4 separate regions of the Mus musculus genome follow, and all the other regions are linked to region 2. Evidence: chromatin contacts called from public ChIA-PET, Hi-C and HiChIP or PLAC-seq data. All regions are on one chromosome and are shown on one strand. The core of a region is the stretch at or near the end of the contact, and the rest is flanking DNA. Distances in the headings are between cores, read along the strand shown. Region 1 has its middle 43 kb from the start of Efr3a. Region 2 holds the start of Efr3a (EFR3 homolog A). Region 3 overlaps Efr3a (EFR3 homolog A). Region 4 has its middle 33 kb from the start of Gm23907.

Region 1 (3,140 bases), core at 481-2,980, 42 kb before region 2:
GGACCTAATGAAACTCCAAAGTTTCTGCAAGGCAAAAGACACTGTCTATAAGACAAAAAGACCACCAACAGACTGGGAAAGGATCTTTACCTATCCTAAATCAGATAGGGGACTAATATCCAACATATATAAAGAACTCAAGAAGGTGGACCTCAGAAAATCAAATAACCCCCTTAAAAAATGGGGCTCAGAACTGAACAAAGAATTCTCACCTGAGGAATACCGAATGGCAGAGAAGCACCTGAAAAAATGTTCAACATCCTTAATCATCAGGGAAATGCAAATCAAAACAACCCTGAGATTCCACCTCACACCAGTCAGAATGGCTAAGATCAAAAATTCAGGTGACAGCAGATGCTGGCGAGGATGTGGAGAAAGAGGAACACTCCTCCATTGTTGGTGGGATTGCAGGCTTGTACAACCACTCTGGAAATCAGTCTGGCGGTTCCTCAGAAAATTGGACATAGCACTACCGGAGGATCCAGCAATACCTCTCCTGGGCATATATCCAGAAGAAGCCCCAACTGGTAAGAAGGACACATGCTCCACTATGTTCATAGCAGCCTTATTTATAATAGCCAGAAACTGGAAAGAACCCAGATGCCCCTCAACAGAGGAATGGATACAGAAAATGTGGTACATCTACACAATGGAGTACTACTCAGCTATTAAAAAGAATGAATTTATGAAATTCCTAGCCAAATGGATGGACCTGGAGAGCATCATCCTGAGTGAGGTAACACAATCACAAAGGAACTCACACAATATGTACTCACTGATAAGTGGATACTAGCCCAAAACCTAGGATACCCACGATATAAGATACAATTTCCTAAACACATGAAACTCAAGAAAAATGAAGACTGAAGTGTGGACACTATGCCCCTCCTTAGAAGTGGGAACAAAACACCCATGGAAGGAGTTACAGAAACAAAGTTTGGAGCTGAGATGAAAGGATGGACCATGTAGAGACTGCCATATCCAGGGATCCACCCCATAATCAGCATCCAAACGCTGACACCATTGCATATACTAGCAAGATTTTATCGAAAGGACCCAGATGTAGCTGTCTCTTGTGAGACTATGCCGGGGTCTAGCAAACACAGAAGTGGATGCCCACAGTCAGCGAATGGATGGATCACAGGGCTCCCAATGGAGGAGCTAGAGAAAGTACCCAAGGAGCTAAAGGGATCTTCAACCCTATAGGTGGAACAACATTATGAACTAACCAGTACCCCTGAGCTCTTGACTCTAGCTGCATATGTATCAAAAGATGGCCTAGTCGGCCATCACTGGAAAGAGAGGCCCATTGGACACGTAGACTTTGTGTGCCCCGGTACAGGGGAACGCCAGGGCCAAAGGGGGGGAGTGGGTGGGTAGGGGAGTGGGGGTGGGTGGGTAAGGGGGACTTTTGGTATAGCATTGGAAATGTAAATGAGCTAAATACCTAATAAAAAATGGAAAAAAAAAAAAAGAAAAAAGTTTAAGCCTTTCTGTCCTCACAAATCATTTAAGTATTAATGCATTTGCACTACATCTCATGAATATGATTATAATAGAGATCATTGGACGGTACATCTGTAGTAAGCATAATTTGACCTAGGGGGTGTCAAGCATCTTACACCAGTCAGAGTAACATCAGCCTTTCAAGGAACTCCATCTTCCCTTGTGTAATTAGAGACCCCTAGACAGGGAAGTGAGGGGCTTTTAAGCGACATGCTTGCTCTGACCCGTTGTGACAGTTTGGTGTGGGCTTTTGCTTTCACTTTCATTTTAGTAAACCTATTTTGTGACTGCTTTTCTGTGTCTTGCTCAAATTTCTCTTCTCAACTCACACACAATGTGGATATTGCATAATGGAGGACTTTCTTCCAGGTGACATTGGTATCTGCTAAGATCCCATATGCTCTGATGTATTTCTCTTTCAAACTTCAATAAAATGGTCCTTGAGTTTCCTTCCGAGTCTGTTTGGACTTTATTTTTTTAATTACAAAACTAATGATCTGCAAAAGAGACCCTGTTTTCCCCAGTGTTCACTGTTCACTAATGTTAGAGTCGAATTGAAGACCCATTAATGGAAGCTGTTACCACCTAGAAAAAGAACTCGATCTTGCTGTAGGTGGAGGCATGTCATTGTCTCCTCCGTTAAGAGATAAGCAGAGCAGGTCAATTGCCTTGCCAAAGAACTGAAGCCCAGGAGTGCTAAAGACATATGAGGAATAATAAGGCCTTTAATGAAGGAATCCACATTTTCTTTACAGAATTCTTGACCACAACTCAGTATCTGTGAGCTGTCATGAAGTTATGTTGGATGCTGTGTTTTATAAAAAAGAGAACCAGGATATGTTTGATAGAGCATGGTATGGTGAGACATCCCTCCCTCTGTAGGTACCAGCTATACAATGGGTATAATGTAGAATAGTTTATTTAGGGCATGAGAAGGAGAGTTGAGAAGGGACTATAGACAAAGAAAGACACACATACACACATACAGAGAGAAAGAGACAGGAGTAGGGAGGAGATAAGAAGAGAAAGAGAAGCAGGCCAGGAATACATGGAGAGAGAGAGGCAGGAGGGGAAGGGGAGAGAAGGGGAAAGGAGTCATATAGAGAAGGGGCAATGATAATAAAAGAGTGAAAGAGTAAGAGTAAGAGAGAGGAAGCCAGGCCTACCTGGCTTATTGCCAGGTAACTGTTGGGTGGAGCCTAGAAGGAATGCAAACATTGGACCTGATTGCATTTGTGATTCCTGACTCAGAAAGGTAAATTTTCCTTTTCCTTTTTTCCTATCTGTCTTTCAGATCTGGCCAGAGCCTAAGTGTGCCTTTTCTAGTTCTTTGAGCTCTTTATTTTTTTTCTCTAAAGTCCTCCTCCATACCACGGGGCTTTCTGTCTGCCACATGTCTGACCTTCATGCTGATTTAACTCAAATGGCTCTTCCTTAGCTAGTCTCCTCTTCCAGGCAGCTGCCAGGAAACTGCAACTTGCCTCCCCAGGGGTTGTTTTTGAACTCTAATAAAAGTTGTTCTCTAGCTTTCATTTGCCTCTATTCTTGAATTATTTTGCTTATTAGACTAACAATTCCAAACCGGGATCCTCCTTTTTCTGGTAACATGTGGTGATTTTGTTGGGATTCCTCAC
Region 2 (3,155 bases), core at 610-3,109:
TCTCATCACAGATAAAAATGGTGGTTTTTCTCTTATACATTTTCAATTTAACCTTGGTTAAGTCTGAGAATATGAAACTAGAAGAGCCAACAGTGTGTAGAATTATTGAATTAATGGGTTCTGGATCACCACTATCTGCCAGGCAAGAATACGGGTGTTACAATGTACATTTGTATTCCTACTTATAAGTATGGACATTTTTCTATTCCTTTAAAACTAGGTATCCCAGTGGCAGAATATCATTGCTTGCAACAGTATCATTAATATTACAAGGGTAAAACCTGACAGTATAGGCATACAAAGGTAGTGAAAGTCTCGGGGAGACAAGTGAGACGAGGAAATAATTTAGAGGTCACACTTCACTGGAGCTTAAGTTATTTTTTCTGTTACTATGATAAATTTTCTGATATAAGCAACTTAAGAGAGAAAGTGTTTATTTTGTTTGGCTGATTTTTAGTACAGGATCTCACTGTGTAGCCCTAGCTGGCCTGAGACTTTATATACAGATCCAACTTGTCCTTAAACTCACAGAGAGCTGCCTGCTCTGGCTGGAACCAAAGGCACACCCCACCATATTGAATCTCATAGAAAGGGCTTCTTCTGGTTCACAGTTCAAGGTTGCAGTCAGTTCTGGTGAAGATGTAGCAGCAGTGGACTGTACTGCTGGGAAGCCGAGTGCTCTGTGTGTTCTGCTGCTGAGCTGTCTCTTGGCACTTATGCTGTCCAGGTCTTCCCACCTCAATTAACCTAATCAAGATAATCCTCACGGGCATGCCCAGAGGCCTGCATCCCCGGTAATTCCAGATTCTGTCAGATTGACGACTCTACGATCACAGAACCTGTTTAAGTATGGGCTTCATCCTTGCTGGTTTGTCCTTCCCTGTCAGCAAGGGACAAGTCTCACATCTCTTACGTGTACTTCCCTTCACTCGTTTCTATGACTCACTCGAGAAATTGCTTCTATTCTCCACACCCCCCCCCCTTCCTCCAAGGCCTTTGCTAATTCAAATTCTGTTTTATTCCAAGTTGACTCAAAGAGTAATTGCCCTCAGGCCTTCCTGGTTACTTCATCTTCTTTATCTCCTCCTCTTCAGACTTCACAATCTTATTTCTTAAGCAGAAAGTTGGCACTACGCTCCAGGGTATAGGTCTGCAAACCAAAGTGTATAGTTACATCATCCCATATGCTATCCAGCAGCATTAGCTCAGGACTTAGTAATATACTCATTACTAATTCTATAGCAGAATTCCATGTCTCTTAAATGAGCCACTTTGGAAACACAGTATTGGACTTCTGGACATTGCTTTTATTTCTCTAAAGGGGCTGTGGCCAGAGTATGGTGTCTGGCCAATGTTATGTGTACTGCCCACATTAGAGATGCCCTGGCTCTAGGGTTGACCCAGATTTGTGATTCCCAATAGACCCATCAAGTAGAATATTAATGATACCCAGAGCTAAGAACAGGGTTAGCCAAGTGTTCAGAACTTGTTCGAAAGAAGAAGACCAAGTCCTGAGGACTGTCTCACTTTGAAAGTTACGGGAAGCCCCAGGAGAAATGACATTTTCTTCTGTCCTCAGAGAAAATGCTCAACTATCACCCCAGATAACCCAAGTGCATTTCAAAAGCATTGGGCTTTCCGACACAAATCTGGCAGTTAAATAGATCCGAACGGGAGCCTGGGGAAAGTCACTACACTCAAGACTATTGGCCTTACCCTCACAGTCCTAAAGTGACCTTGGAGTTAAAACAGCCAGCCTTCCTGCTGCCCACTCTGCAGGTAAGGGCCAAGCCAAGCAGTCACCGCTTGGGGGCCGAGCTTAGCGCTTGGGGGCGGAGCCTCCCAGCGGCAACGCGCTGACGTCACGGGCGTGGGTCGGCCCACCGCGTCGTCGACGGGGCGCGGATCACGGCCGGTGGTCGCTGTACCCGGTCGGCGTCCGCTCTCTCGGCAATTCGTCCTCCGCCCCGACGAGGCGTCCGTGGCCGGGCTTCCGCAGTCATGCTGCGGTCGGCGCGGCTCGCGCTTCCCCTCTGAGTCCCGGGACGGCGGCGAGCGCGGCGAACTCGGGTCGCCATGCCTACCCGTGAGTGTCGGGCCAGGCCGGGCGGGCGGGCAGCGCCTCCAGGAAGCGCCGGTCCGCCCTGAGTTAGTTTCGCTTAGACTTCAGCGTCCCGTGGGCGGGGAGCGCGGGATCTCTGTGCACCCTCGGGGAAACTGAGGCGGGAGCGTTACGGGAACTGACGGCGGCCCGCGGTGACGGCGCGGTAACGGAGACCAGTGCGACCCGGGAAGCCCGGGCTGGTCCACTCGCCGCGCGGGCCCACTCGACTGTGGCCCCAAGGTCGAGGCCTGTGCTGCCTTAGTTTGAGGGACTTAGGTCCGAGGGACAGGCTGCAGCCCTCCCTGCGGCCAGAGGCCGGGCTGCCCCGAAGTGTGTCAGTCTGACTACTTCTTGGCTGACTTGGACGCGGTTTTGGCTTGCCCGCCTGCGGTGGGACCCGGGCTCCACTCATAGCAAGCATCCCGGCTGTCCCAGAGGGACGATAGGTTTCGAGATGACCCCGGTAGTCGAGGCTTTGAGAGAGAGACACTGTACTACAAGGTACTACACAGTTGCTAAGAGTGACCCAGATACTCACGCTGAGGCTTTAAATCATGTGGCTCACATTGATTACGTGCTAACTGGGTGGCTGATGCTGGTTATGGGTTTTTGAGGGTCTTTGCAAGTAGTGCTCTTGTAAGTGTGTCTTGCCATAGAATCTTTAAAGACTTGTGAATGTTTTTCTCGGAATTCCTAACTAGCCCTGCATGGTTTCTGTAGACATAAGTACGGGATTTCTAGGCAGCTTCAAATGCACAATTTCTTCTAGTGTTGGGTAAAGATTTCTTTCTGAATACTAGAATGGTTTGCCTCATAGCTGTGTCAAACCTTTCATCATAATGTAAAGGTCACTTTGACCCCTCAAATACCAAGTGTGTTTTATTTTGTTTGCACGTTATTCTGTGTTTCTTACTTTACATTTCTGCTTGATTCCTCCAGCCTGGAGGTATATTCTCTGCCTATCTTGTTCATGATCATTATTGCCAGTTTTATTATTCCTTACACTCATGTTCTATTATTTGACTATTTGGAATTAGCACCGTGCCAATCT
Region 3 (3,279 bases), core at 517-3,016, 39 kb after region 2:
TCCCTCCTCCTCCTACTCTGTCTCCTCCATCTTCTTCTTCTATTATTATTATCATTATTATTATTATGTATGGGGATGTATGCATGTGTGTATGAGTTCTCATACCCATGCATAAGTATGTGGAAGAAAGAGCTAGACATATGTGCCTTTCTCTGTTGTCTTCCACCTTATTTAAGAAATTAGCACAAAAGAACTTGCAGTTTGCAGAATTAGGACTTCTGTGAACTGGGAGAGCTCCTCTGGAGTGTCCTCACATTTTATGTTCTGCTCTTATATCTACAAGGGCAGTAGAAGCTGTCTGCCACAGACAGTTGCTTAGATTATCTTTGTATTTATAACTTTCAATAACAAAAGAATTAAGGTTTATCCTCTTCAACATCCCCCTCACATTTAAGAAAGGTCTTAGTGTCCATTTTTGTTTTGTTTCTACCTTTTTATTCTATTTTAAAAGTGATGTGTTTATTATAGCAAATTTGAAAAATACAAAAAACAAAAGTGTAAAAGTAAATGTCTTACAGAACATCAGCCAGGTTGCATACTCTTTTTATTTAGAGAGCTGTATCATTGGTTTTCTAAAAGATTATTATTACATATACATATACAGTATTTGTACATATACAGCATTTGTTGTTTTATGTGTTCCATTTGCTTATTTGGATGTTGCTTGTTAGTGTAATAGATAAGGAGGCTAAATGTGTTTACTCACTTTTAAAAGGTGACGTATTTTGTTTGTATTGTTATTTTTGTTTTTTAGTTTGTCAAATTTGCAAATATTGAAGAAGATACACCGTCCTATCATAGACGTTATGACTTCTTTGTATCTCGATTCAGTGCCATGTGTCACTCCTGTCATAGTGATCCAGAAATACGAACCGAGTATGTACTGTTTTACCTCATGACTTACCTTAAGTGATTGATACAAGAAGTGACTGAATATTGTGCTGCTGTACTTCACAGTGACTACAAAAGGCATGAGAGATGCTCATGAAACAGCCTTCCATTGTTAGAACATACAGTATTCAACTGAATGTGCAAGATGAAAGTGGTTGAAATTCAGAGTCCTTATTCTCGTCCAGAGTGACCCATTTCCTCCTCTGCCTGTTTCAGTTCCTGTGATCCGCTTGCTGTCTCGGGATTACTCTGGGCATGGCCCTCTTCAGTCCATTCAGAAGCTATGTTCTCAGTCTAGCGTGTTCAGCTTTGTCCTCACTTCACTCAGGGTTCGCTCCTGGATGACTTCATTACTAACCTCACTCTTACCTACTGCTGAGCTACTTGTGGTTGTTCCTTATCTTTTCATTTTTATTCTGTTTTTGTTTTCTTGATATGGGGCCTCTCTATGTCATCCTAGTCACTCTAGACCTTGCTTTTTGCTTTGTAGACGAGGCTGGCATGAGCTCAGAGAGATCCTCTTGTCTCTGCTTGCTGAGTGCTGGGATTAAAGGTGTGCACCACCACTCCGAACCTTTTTCCCTTTCCTGTTCTCTTGGTAGAGAGCAGGACAGGAGGCCAGGGGTTTTTGTTCTGAGCACTGCTGTATTACTGAGCACTTTGACTAGTGACTAATGGTGTGTAGTTAAAAATAAAAGTAAAAATGATGCTGATAAACAATATTAGTGTGAGCATTACTGCCATCCTAATTCAGAGGTTATGTTAGTAATGGAGAACCGGTGTATTTTCTCTGAACTGCTTCAGAGTGTGCCCCCAGCAGGTGCACACAGTGAAAGCAGGCGTGAGACTTATGGGTCACTGGAGAAAGGATGCTGAGGAGACTTTATAGTCATTTTCTCCATGTGACTGGCCTGACTGTAATTTCTCCTCATTACAGTCCAGGCCATTTATTCACTATGTGATGTCTTAAACCTTCCTGGCCACCTCATCACTACTAAAATTTTATCTCCTAACAGACATTTTAAAATGCTTTTAATCATATAAGAAAATGTGTTTGAATAATTCAAACATGAAATTACCTTATCTTTAACTATTTATCGCCCCCTGGTGGAAAACCTTGTATTTTGAACATACTATTTATATCCAGAATTACTATTTTTTTACTGTATTTGCATAATTTCTCCTCCCCTCACTTCCCTCCAACCTTTTCTATCTTCCATCCCTCACTTCCCTCCAACCTTTTCTATCTTCCATCAAGTTCATGACATCTTTTTTCTTTAATTATGATTATTTTATATTTGTGTGGGAGTGCATATGTGTGTGTGTGTATGTTTGTGTGTGTGTGTTTAAATGTATAAATACAACCCACTGAGTCCATTTAATGTTTATATGTCTATTTTTTTATGGTTGACCAATTAGGGGTCATTTATCAGCACAAGTTTCTGAAGTTAAAATTGCCAAGTTTTCATTTGAATCACTGTTAAAACAATGTTTCAATTAAAATGCTTGAAGATACAAGTTGCAATTTTTTTCCTTGAGTAAAAGTCAATTCAGTTTTCTTCAGTTTATTTAAATTTCTTTTCAGGTTCCAACTTAGATTCTTATTTTTTATCCTTTTACACTTTAGTAAAATACAAGTCCTGCAGAACCTTCAGGCTTGGACAGTCAGAGATGAGTCTAGAAATTATTCTCCTATTCCCTTCCCTATCCACCCAACTTTAGTTTCTTTCTCAAAAACAAATAAAAACCCAGTACAATAATGTTTCTCCAAACCAAACCAAGAATACAAAATAAAGCAATAATTCACCAACTGTAAACAAATGTAAATGTGTAGGATCTCAAGCGCATGGGCATTTGTGCACGCACACACAGACTTTTACTATGGAGTCCATTATATGGTGTTCATCTACTTCTGTCCTGGAGGGGTTGCTATACTCAGTGTCACACTCTGTTGGATTTTCTCAGTGACGATTCATTTGTTAGTCTTACCTTAGTAGCTAGGTTTTTATCCATCCATCCATCCATCCATCCATCTATTTTTGTTTGTTTTTTACTTATTCATTTTATATTCTGCTCACTACCCCCTCCCATAATCTTTCCCCCCTCCCCTTCTCCCCTGAGCAGGTGGAGGCCCCCCTGGGTATCCCCCAACCCTAGCATTTCAAGTCCCTGAGGCTAGGTGCTTCCTCTCTCACTGAGGCTAGACAAGGCAGCCCAACTAGAAGAGCATATCCTATATACAAGCAACAGCTTTTGGGATAGCATCTGCTCTAGTTGTTCAGGACCCAAATGAAGATCAAGCTGTACATCTGTTATATATGTGAGGGAAGGCCTAGGCCCAGCCCATGTATATTCTTTGGTTGGTGGTTCAGTCTCTTAGAGCCCCAA
Region 4 (2,975 bases), core at 51-2,550, 60 kb before region 2:
CAGGGGGAGGGTATAGGGGACTTTTGGGATAGCATTTGAAATGTAAATGAAGAAAATATCTAATAAAAAATTGAAAAAAATTACCGTTTTGGGGGATTTGTTCTAATGCTTTGATTTAATTGGATATCTAAATGCTAAAGGTCCTTGTCCCCAATTGGTTTTTGACAATTAATAAATTGCCAACAGCCAATGGCTGGGAGAAGAGCAAGAAGTGGTACTTCTAGATTCCCTCAGGAAAAGAGAGGGGAGAAGAGCATAGGAGCTGTAGGAGATAAAGCCAACCAACCAAGTGAGATTTCCCTAACTAGAGGTGCCCAGTCATTGAGTTAGCAAAGGCATTTCAAAAATCAGCTAATATGTCTGTGTCTCTTTCATTCGAAAATCCAGTGAGCTGCTGGGCAGGTGGCTGGAAGTGGGCGATCCATTGAGAGCATAAAGTGAAGTAGCTAAACTCACTGCTACACCTGTTTGTAATGCTAATTATTGTCAATTGGACAGGATCTAGAATCACTAAGGAGACAAACCTCTGAATGCATCTGTGAGGAAGTTTTTAGATGAGGTTAGCTGAGGTGGGAAGACCCATCCCACTGGCATCCAGCCCCATTTCATGAGCTGGGGTCCTACATGGAGTAAGAGTCAAGCTGAGTTTTCATCTTCTTTGCTTCCTGACAGATGTCAACATGTGCGCAATTGTCTTATAGTCTTGTTACTGTGCCCTCATTGCCAAGATAGACTCTATCCCTTCAAATCTTGAAATAAAATAAACCCTTCCTTCCTTAAATTGTTTCTTATAATGTCACATCAAGGAGAAAAGTAAATAATATATACTGCCAGCCACATTCCAGGTGCAGGGAAAGAGATATCCTGGAACCTACACTCTAAAGGGAGATTTTGTTCACTATGAGTTCAGTGAACTCAGAGGTGAAAGACAGCATCTTTGAAAGACATCACTAAAACATGAAGAGAGGGAGGAATTAGAGATTGCTTTTGAAGTCCTTGTGAGTTCAGGCTTCTATTAGTGGTTTCACCAGTGTCTAGGCCTCCTGCTTCAAATACAACATGAACTTTGCTTTGAAGAATCACCTGTCCCTCACTTTCAGCAGAACAGTTTGGACAAGATCAATTTCAACTTTACTGTAAGCAATCAGCAAAGATATACTCTGCTCACTGACTTTGGCCTCTGAGGGAAGTCAACAGTAAGGCAGGAAGGAAGTGGTCATGAAGTTCTTAGAATGGTCTGCTTTCCCCTAGAAGCCTACAAAAACAAGAAATTGCTCTTCTCATGAGCAGCACATTTGTGGTTGTGCATTCTGGAGTTTCTGCAGCCAGGACTGATATAGTCAAAGGGTTCACAACACCTGGTGTCATGAGGAGGTCAAAGCCCCTTGATGAAACAGTGAATCTCTGTGTCACAATGACTAAAGCACACCGTTTTACCCTTTTCATCTTAGAACCCATAACACCATCCTTCATGGATTAATCTGCTTTTATGTTTTTCAAGTCATAAATTAGTACATGTCTGTTGCAATATGAGAAATAACAAGATTACATATAAGGTAAAGCTAACAGCCCTTCTTATCCTGTCCTCTGGAATATTGAGTGTTAAGAGGTGAGCATTGTTATGGATGGTTTGTGTCTCCCAGAAATTCACACACTGGAGTCCTCACCCCCGGGATATACAATGTGACTATATTCAGAAACAAAAGGTGATTACCATCCAAACTAGACAGAATATCCTATGAGGCCTCAACCCTACACAAATAACTATAGGTAAGTGAGGAAAATGGAGAGTGGGAGACGCTGTTCTCCCCAGGAAGAACATACCAATTGGGTGTTCAATGCCAAATAGTCAGCCCTGAAAATAAACATAAAAGTAACATTATATAGACCAAGAAGATTATATTTAGGAATATATGTATATATACATATACACATACACATTCATATGTGCATGCAATAACAATTAGCAAAAAAAGAGCCCATGAGTTTGAAGGAGAGTAGGGAGGGACATTGTCATGGTTTGTATATGCTTGGCCCAGGAAGAAGGCACTATTATGCCTTGTTGGAGTAGGTGTGTCACTGTGGGCATGGGCTTTAATATCCTTGTCCTAGCTGCCTGGAAGTGAGTATTCAGTTAACAGCCTTCAAATGAAGACGTAGAACTCTCAGTTCCTCCTGTACCATGTCTACCTGGATGCTGCCATTTTCCTGCCTTAATGATAATGGACTGAACTTGTGAAACTGTAAGCCAACCCCAATTAAATGTTGTCCTTGGTCATGGTGTCTGTTACAGCAGTAAAACCCTAACTAAGGGTTTGAAGGGAAGAAAGAAAAGAAAGAAATATAAATTATAATCTCAAAAAATTTTGAAGGTGATTAGGGTAATACTAACTTGATCTTTAACTTCTATAATCTAGACCTAAGAAAATACATTTCTTCTACATGTTATTGCTATTTAATTAACGTGTATGTGTCCAAACTTCTTTTAAAACCTAATCTCCAATATGATGGTGTTCTAGTTTATTTTTGTTGTTGTAATAAATAACATGATACAAAGCAACTTGGGGAATGTCTTAGTCACTGTCCTATTACTCTGAGGAGACACCATGACCAAGGCAACTCTTATAAAGAGAAATCATTTAACCGGAGGTTTGCTTATAGTTTCAGAGGGTTAGCTCATTATCATCACAGCAGAAAACAGATAGGCATGTACTGGAGAAGAAGTTGAGAGCTTTAAATCCTGATCCATAACAAAGAAACTGGGCTTGGCATTGGCTTTTGAAACATCAAAGCCCACCTCTAGTGGCATACCTTGTCCAATGAGGCCACACAAACTCCAACAAGACCATACCTCCCAATTAGTCCTAATAATCCACTAACTGGAAACCAAGAATTCAAATATATGAGCCTATGGAGATCATTCTAATTCAAACTACCACAGGGAGGAAACGGTTTATATGTTTTACACTTGGATA

What was found. HiChIP or PLAC-seq counts read pairs in DNA pulled down with a chosen protein or histone mark. Hi-C and Micro-C count contacts between places; a contact is called where the count stands out from the background. ChIA-PET counts read pairs in DNA pulled down with a chosen protein or histone mark.
Region 1: a contact with region 2 is called in an RNA polymerase II ChIA-PET map of memory CD8 T cells, with 261 read pairs. The contact joins the enhancer-like site here to the promoter of Efr3a in region 2. A contact is called at or near these places in 1 of 15 datasets of contacts at CTCF or cohesin (CD8 T cells), 3 of 484 Hi-C or Micro-C datasets (CD4 T cells and cortical neurons), 8 of 115 datasets of contacts at active chromatin or transcription factors (the SCID.adh cell line, bone marrow-derived macrophages, effector CD8 T cells and 3 more) and 1 of 9 other capture datasets (liver).
Region 3: a contact with region 2 is called in a Hi-C map of CD8 T cells, with 1.6 times the contacts expected there. The contact joins the enhancer-like site here to the promoter of Efr3a in region 2. A contact is called at or near these places in 1 of 15 datasets of contacts at CTCF or cohesin (the NIH/3T3 cell line), 13 of 484 Hi-C or Micro-C datasets (CD8 T cells, CD8 central memory T cells, the N1E-115 cell line and 9 more), 8 of 115 datasets of contacts at active chromatin or transcription factors (the 230-238 cell line, the SCID.adh cell line, cardiomyocytes and 3 more) and 3 of 9 other capture datasets (adipose tissue, liver and pancreatic islet).
Region 4: a contact with region 2 is called in a CTCF HiChIP or PLAC-seq map of CD8 T cells, with 7 read pairs. The contact joins the enhancer-like site here to the promoter of Efr3a in region 2. A contact is called at or near these places in 1 of 15 datasets of contacts at CTCF or cohesin (CD8 T cells), 3 of 484 Hi-C or Micro-C datasets (Th17 cells and cortical neurons) and 6 of 115 datasets of contacts at active chromatin or transcription factors (the 230-238 cell line, CD8 T cells, T-cell acute lymphoblastic leukemia and 3 more).

The regions. Positions count from the first base shown.
Region 1 is chr15:65,742,936-65,746,075 of GRCm38.p6, forward strand. No RefSeq gene overlaps it. Among named protein-coding and RNA genes, the nearest start is that of Efr3a, 43 kb to the right of the region's middle. Within about 2 kb of position 1,731, at least 40 of the 459 cell types and tissues checked have an H3K27ac peak or open chromatin away from gene starts, as enhancers often do. A contact at or near this core is called in CD8 T cells, the SCID.adh cell line, effector CD8 T cells and 1 more, where this site is marked.
Region 2 is chr15:65,785,161-65,788,315 of GRCm38.p6, forward strand. Efr3a (EFR3 homolog A) reads left to right here and starts at 1,860. Exons shown (of 23, transcript NM_133766.4): 1 at 1,860-2,086. The coding sequence starts at 2,077. It overlaps Gm41339 (a long non-coding RNA gene), which reads right to left and starts at 1,883. Exons shown (of 3, transcript XR_875389.2): 1 at 1,717-1,883. It overlaps Gm41338 (a long non-coding RNA gene), which reads left to right and starts at 2,437. Exons shown (of 2, transcript XR_875388.2): 1 at 2,437-3,155.
Region 3 is chr15:65,823,860-65,827,138 of GRCm38.p6, forward strand. Efr3a (EFR3 homolog A) reads left to right here. Exons shown (of 23, transcript NM_133766.4): 5 at 755-876. Among named protein-coding and RNA genes, the nearest start is that of Gm41338, 38 kb to the left of the region's middle. Within about 2 kb of position 1,767, at least 2 of the 459 cell types and tissues checked have an H3K27ac peak or open chromatin away from gene starts, as enhancers often do. A contact at or near this core is called in CD8 T cells and conventional type 1 dendritic cells, where this site is marked.
Region 4 is chr15:65,725,996-65,728,970 of GRCm38.p6, forward strand. No RefSeq gene overlaps it. Among named protein-coding and RNA genes, the nearest start is that of Gm23907, 33 kb to the left of the region's middle. Within about 2 kb of position 1,301, at least 41 of the 459 cell types and tissues checked have an H3K27ac peak or open chromatin away from gene starts, as enhancers often do. A contact at or near this core is called in the 230-238 cell line, CD8 T cells, effector CD8 T cells and 1 more, where this site is marked.